2 separate regions of the Mus musculus genome follow, and region 2 is linked to region 1. Evidence: chromatin contacts called from public Hi-C data. All regions are on one chromosome and are shown on one strand. The core of a region is the stretch at or near the end of the contact, and the rest is flanking DNA. Distances in the headings are between cores, read along the strand shown.

Region 1 (2,741 bases), core at 185-2,684:
TGATGATCCTAAGCCATTTAACAATGTCTTTATGAGCACTCAAGCTATAAGCCAGCCTGGAAAAGGTTCATTGCTACCTAACATGGAATCGCAATTAGCAGCCCAGGCAGTGTTGGAGGGAGATGGAAGTCTAGTGGGTGGCCTTTGTCTCCTTTTGTTTCTACTTTGTCCCTTTCTCGAGTCCCTTTAGGTAGTGTCCCTTAGAAGCAAGGAAACCCTCGTGGGAGACAGAAGAGTGGACAACTCTGTGGCCTGTTTCTGTTTCTGCATCATGGGGCAGGGCACTCTGAGAAGCAAAGCCAGAAATTTGTCTGAGCAGAGCATTGTGCAACCACTTCATCTCCAGTGGCTCCCCTCTTTCTCATAGCTACTCTATGAGATGGGCACAGTGGCACCTGCACTGAGGAGCCAAGGACCGGTGCCAATCAGGAGCTAGCTTGCTCATGGGGAGTGGGAAAGCAGGTTAGAGACCAGTGTTAGGCTTACTCATAAGCTCAAGTTCTCAGCCAACATGCTGCAGGCACATCACTGCCCCACCTTTAATCCCAGCACGGTGTGTGTGTGTGTGTGTGGGGGGTGCATGGGGGGTGTGGGGCGGGGAAGATACAGAGGTAGGTGGATCTCTGAGTTCAATGCCAGTTTAGTCTATATTGGAAGTTCTTGGGATCTAGGGTTGCATAATGAGACCTTGTCTTGAGGAGGAAGAGGAGGAGGTAGAAGAGGAAGGGGGAAGAGGAGGAAGAAAAAGGAAGAGAAAGGGAAGAGGAGGAGGAAGAGAAAGAGGAATCATTTCATTCTTTGGTCACTCTAGGTGCACGCCAGTGACCACACTTGGGTATTTTCAATATAAAAGAAACTTCTAGACGATGACGTTGGCGGACTCCCATTCCTTGTCAGAAAGGAAAGGCAAGAACCAACCCTTTCATCTACCATCTCTTCCTCTTATTTCCATTGCTTTGCCTAGTTAAACCATCAGCTCCACCCTGCAAAGGGATGGAAGGAATTCCAGAAAAGAAAGAGCCAGTGGTAGTTGGAGATGGTGGCCTGTATCGTTTGATCCTCTTTACTTGGGGACAGAGGATTGCTGGGTGAGCACCAGCTGAACTGAGTGCCTGGACCCCGCCCTGCCGGCCTCTCGCCCTTTTGCTTCTTCCTTTTAGCTTCCATTTCTCCTCCCTACCTCCCCCTCCTGCCTTCCCCTTCCACACATGTGAAGTGTGCTTCTGTGCAAACCTCCTCTTTGAAAAGGTCACAACACTCCCAGCTGTGGCAAGGAAGATGTACGGAACACATTTGCATCTTTTCTCGGTTGTTGTCCTAATTACACATAATAAAGGTATTTAGTTCTAGAAGAATAGCTGGTGAGCCTGAACTATCATAAAAAGGCCCTGCCAAGAGCCATTTCCTTTATCAAGAGACAACTTGCTTACAGACAGTGGGAAGCTGTGATTCATCCTCAAACCACAGTGTTGCTACAAGAAATTTCGATTCATGGGAAGTGGCTGTTGCACAAACTTTTAAGAAATGACAATGTCCCAAGCTCTTGCCTGGTTTCTGTGACTACCACCAATGCCTTAACTAAATGTATGGTGACAGAAAACCACCACAGCACACACCGGGACTCATTTATCAAGGAGCAGCAACCTTTGATTGCACAGGCTGCCCGTTTTTCTAAATAAAATTTTATCTGAACACGGCAGTCACTGACATAGCTATTATGGCTGTCTTTGCACTCCAGCAATAGAGCTGGGTGGTTGCAACAGATGTCTTACAATACCTGCAAATTCTACAATGCTAACAGATGAACGTTGGTAGATAGTACGCTAGCCCCTGTCTTGTCAGGTGACAGGTAGGCAGCATAGGGTTAGGCTGTGCTATGTTCCTCTGTGGGGAGGTGTATTAGTCAGGGTTCTCTAAAAAGGAGCAAAATTGGTGGAATGAATACAAATATATTTAATAGGAATTTATTACAGTGGTTTACAGGCTGTTGCTGACTGACCCAACAATGGTTATCTCCTGACAGAAAGGCCAGTAATTGTTCAGTCCACAAGACTGGAATGTCTCAGCAATCTTGGTCTGGTACTCGAGTCCCAGGGAATCCCAGAGAGCTGCTGGTCTTCAGTCTACATTGGAATCCCGAGAAAGTGAGTTCTAACACCTGCTAAGGAGAGTGAGAGCAAGCTGAAGTGGAAATTGTTGGTTTCTTTGGAGACTCGGCTGTGTCATGTGATGTTTTTCTGGAAGGGCATGTGATGTTTTGCCGTAGTGGATGTTTGAGCGGTCACGTGACATTTAGAAAGACTATAAATATAACGTCACAGAGAGTTAAGAGGATGCTCTTGCATTGGCTCACCTTGCAACACTTTGCTGGTCTTGAGTGGTCTTCAGGTGTCATGACTTTGTATGGAGAAACGAGCCAGAGAATTTCACGTGGGATTCCAGCTGCTTCTTGCCCCTTCTACAAACTCATGGTGACTCAGCAGAGCCTCAAGACGTCTTCTGGATCGAGCCATGGCTACTGATTCATGTGTGGTGTTTTGGACTGGACTGCTGATATCCTGACAATGCGAAGATTAGAATCGCCCCCAAAGAACTACTTCTAAACAGCTCCACCCCCCACCCCACCCCCACCCCGTTTCCTATTAACCTTTCTTTTCCCCTTCTTCTGGTAGGTGGGCTAGAAGGGAGGTTGAAGCATTTAAGAACTCTTATTAAAGCAGGCAAAAAAGCAAAAGCTTCCT
Region 2 (2,700 bases), core at 99-2,598, 140 kb after region 1:
GAGATTGTGATGCAGTAGGTCTGAGAGTCTGTCTCTAAGAAATTCACCCAGTGGGTCTCATGCTGCTGATCCATACTGCTTAGGATTTTTTTTTATTAATACTTTATGTATATGGGTGTTTTGCTTGCATGTATGTCTGTATACTTTGTGTGTCTGGTGTCAGAAGAGGGTATTTATTGGATACCCTGGACCTGGAGTTACAGACAGTTGTGAGCCTCCATGTGGCTGCTGGCAATTGAACTTAGACCTTCTGGAAGAACAGCCAGTGCTCTTAACCACTGAGCTGTTTCTGCTGACCTAGAATATATTTTATTCTATTTGATTTATTTATTCTGTGTATGTATGCATGTATGGAGGAAGTCGGTATGTGACATAGCACACACGTGGAGGTTAGAGGACAACTGTTGGGAGTCAGCTTTCTCCTTCCTTGGGTCCCTGTGATTTGAACTCAGGTCTCCAGGCATGGCAGCAAACACCTTATCCTCTGAGCCATCTTGATGGCTCTGTCTACAATACTTTTAAAAAGTTGGGGGGGGGGCGGCTGTGATTGGATATAAAGTAAATAAAACAATTATAAAAACTTTAGTTGTGTCAGGTATGAACACTCGGGAGGCAGAGGCAGACACGTCTCTGTGAGTTCAAGGCCAGCCTGGTCTACAAAGCAAGTCTAGGACATCCAGGGATTGTTACACAGAGAAACCCTGTCTTGAAAAACAAAAAGAAAAAAGAAAAGAAAAAGGAAGAAATTGAGTTGCCACTATGTTTGTCAATGTCTCACCTACTGTGAGTTTTGAACTCGGAACCACAAATACAAACCAAAAGGGATTGAGGAGAGCTAAAACTAACTGTTGTTCAGGGTCCACTCGGCCTCCCACTAAACTCCTCTGGAGCTAATGCATTTGGTCTGCAGGGCACTCTGGGTGCATTAGATCCACACTTTGCCGTTCTGGTTTGCAGATGAAAACACTGGTCTTTCGGAAAGTCCAGGTTCTCCTAAGGGGGAGGGAGCCGAAGCTCGCAGATGTACCTTGCCCAGGGCAATGCTGAGACAGGCTTGTGAGTGCTTCCTAATGAGCTGTGGGGCCTCCTGCCTCCCCCTGGCTTCCGGGTGTGTCTTCCCTTACCACACTCCCCCCCCCCCCCAAAGGAGAGGACATGCAGAGCTTATAGTAAGAGCTGACCCCCTGCCTACATGTCAGATTTCAAAAGTATCTCTCTCTCAGGCTTCCCAATACTTCATAATATTTTGACATGGGATGGCTAAAAAAGAGATAGAAGAAGAAGAAACTGGAAATGCTTTGAAATATTTCTCCTCCTTGGCTTGTGGCTCTTTAACCATGTGACTGAGTAGAAGTTGAGTCATAGCATCCCAGTTTAACATATGCAGTTACTATAGCAATTGAGGTTTCCTTAGTAACAGTTGCAAAAAATAATCTGGCCCCAATTAATAATACATTTTAAAGCTCTTTCTACTCTACACAGAACAACCCAGTTCATCTGGCCGAGCACCAGATGATTCAGGAGGTGCCGTCTGGACTGACTGAGATCCCGTTTGCAGGTGGAGCATTGGGTTGGAACAGGATGAAAAGGGAACAGGTAGCTTCAGGCTCACAGGAGTCCACTCAGGAAAGCTGACCAGCAGGCCAGGGCCAGTCCAGCCTCTAGGATTCCCAGTGTGCCCTGACAGTCCTTGTGGTTAAAGAAGAGGGAAAGTGGAGAGACTGGCTGGTACCAACAGATGGAAATGGAGCATGGGCCGTGGCTGATCTGATGTGATGTGTTCTCTGTGGCTGGAGGTCTTGTGTGTGAATTCTGAAGTCCTCCATGAGGGGAAAGTCTGCCTCAGCAACACGAGACAGGTCCTCAGAGGTGCTTTTGTAGTAGTGGTGTTGACTGTGGGACCCTGTTATGCCTTCTCGCTAAAGCTTTAAAACCATCCTGAACGTTCGTCTGTGTGCTACTGGGCACACCGAGGAGCAGTCTGTGGCTGTCAAATGCTCTTCTTCCTTACACATGGGTCTCAGCCCTGCAAGCCTTTAACAAAGCAGGCCAGCTAACTGGCCAGAATCTCAGGACACAACCGGGGGGCCCAGTCACACACCTGGATAGTTTCTGCACATTCCAGAGGCAGACTCCATCCAGTCTTAAGGAAGCAAGGGCTCTCAGCAGGGCCTGGAGGTGGGCTCCACCAATTGGCAGAAGCCCTCGCTATGGGACCTGTACCATACCCTGGGTTTTCCTCAGCTGGCAAGGTGGCTCAGAATTAAGATATGAAGAGAGGGGGCGGGGGTGGACTGCTGTTCTCAATACCAGCTCATTAAGAGAATTGCCTTCTCCTTTCTTCTCTGGTTAGTAGGGAACACAGGGAAGTATAATGATATATAGAGGAAGATTCTCCAGTAATCTCCAACAACATGCATTTTACTTGGGTTTGGCTTCTTGGCAACTCAAAGATGAGCATCTGCTCTGTTACAAGACCGGCAGCCTATGGAATTTGCTCTCTATTATTATTATCTGGAGTTGGCCATCCCTGTTGCTTCTGGACTGTGATAGTAAGGGGAGGGAGCTGGTGCTGGCTCTGCTCTGTCCATCACTGCCCTCATTGCTTCAGGACCTGGACTGGCCTCCTGTACCTGCCTGCTCCCACATCTCCATATCGGAGCAAACACCGAGGGGGACCTTTGCTGCTTTCCAAAGCCT

Evidence for each region. Hi-C and Micro-C count contacts between places; a contact is called where the count stands out from the background.
Region 2: a contact with region 1 is called in a Hi-C map of the C2C12 cell line, with 2.7 times the contacts expected there. The contact joins two enhancer-like sites. A contact is called at or near these places in 2 of 39 promoter capture datasets (the C10 cell line and pre-B cells), 1 of 15 datasets of contacts at CTCF or cohesin (embryonic stem cells), 59 of 484 Hi-C or Micro-C datasets (the 4T1 cell line, the C2C12 cell line, CD4 T cells and 44 more), 14 of 115 datasets of contacts at active chromatin or transcription factors (embryonic basal ganglia, embryonic forebrain, embryonic hindbrain and 6 more) and 1 of 9 other capture datasets (embryonic stem cells).

Annotation. Positions count from the first base shown.
Region 1 is chr3:101,312,092-101,314,832 of GRCm38.p6, forward strand. No RefSeq gene overlaps it. Among named protein-coding and RNA genes, the nearest start is that of Gm32803, 17 kb to the left of the region's middle. Within about 2 kb of position 1,435, at least 27 of the 459 cell types and tissues checked have an H3K27ac peak or open chromatin away from gene starts, as enhancers often do. A contact at or near this core is called in the C2C12 cell line, where this site is marked.
Region 2 is chr3:101,447,508-101,450,207 of GRCm38.p6, forward strand. All of the region lies in intron 7 of Igsf3 (immunoglobulin superfamily, member 3), which reads left to right. Among named protein-coding and RNA genes, the nearest start is that of Gm40109, 59 kb to the right of the region's middle. Within about 2 kb of position 1,349, at least 41 of the 459 cell types and tissues checked have an H3K27ac peak or open chromatin away from gene starts, as enhancers often do. A contact at or near this core is called in the C2C12 cell line, where this site is marked.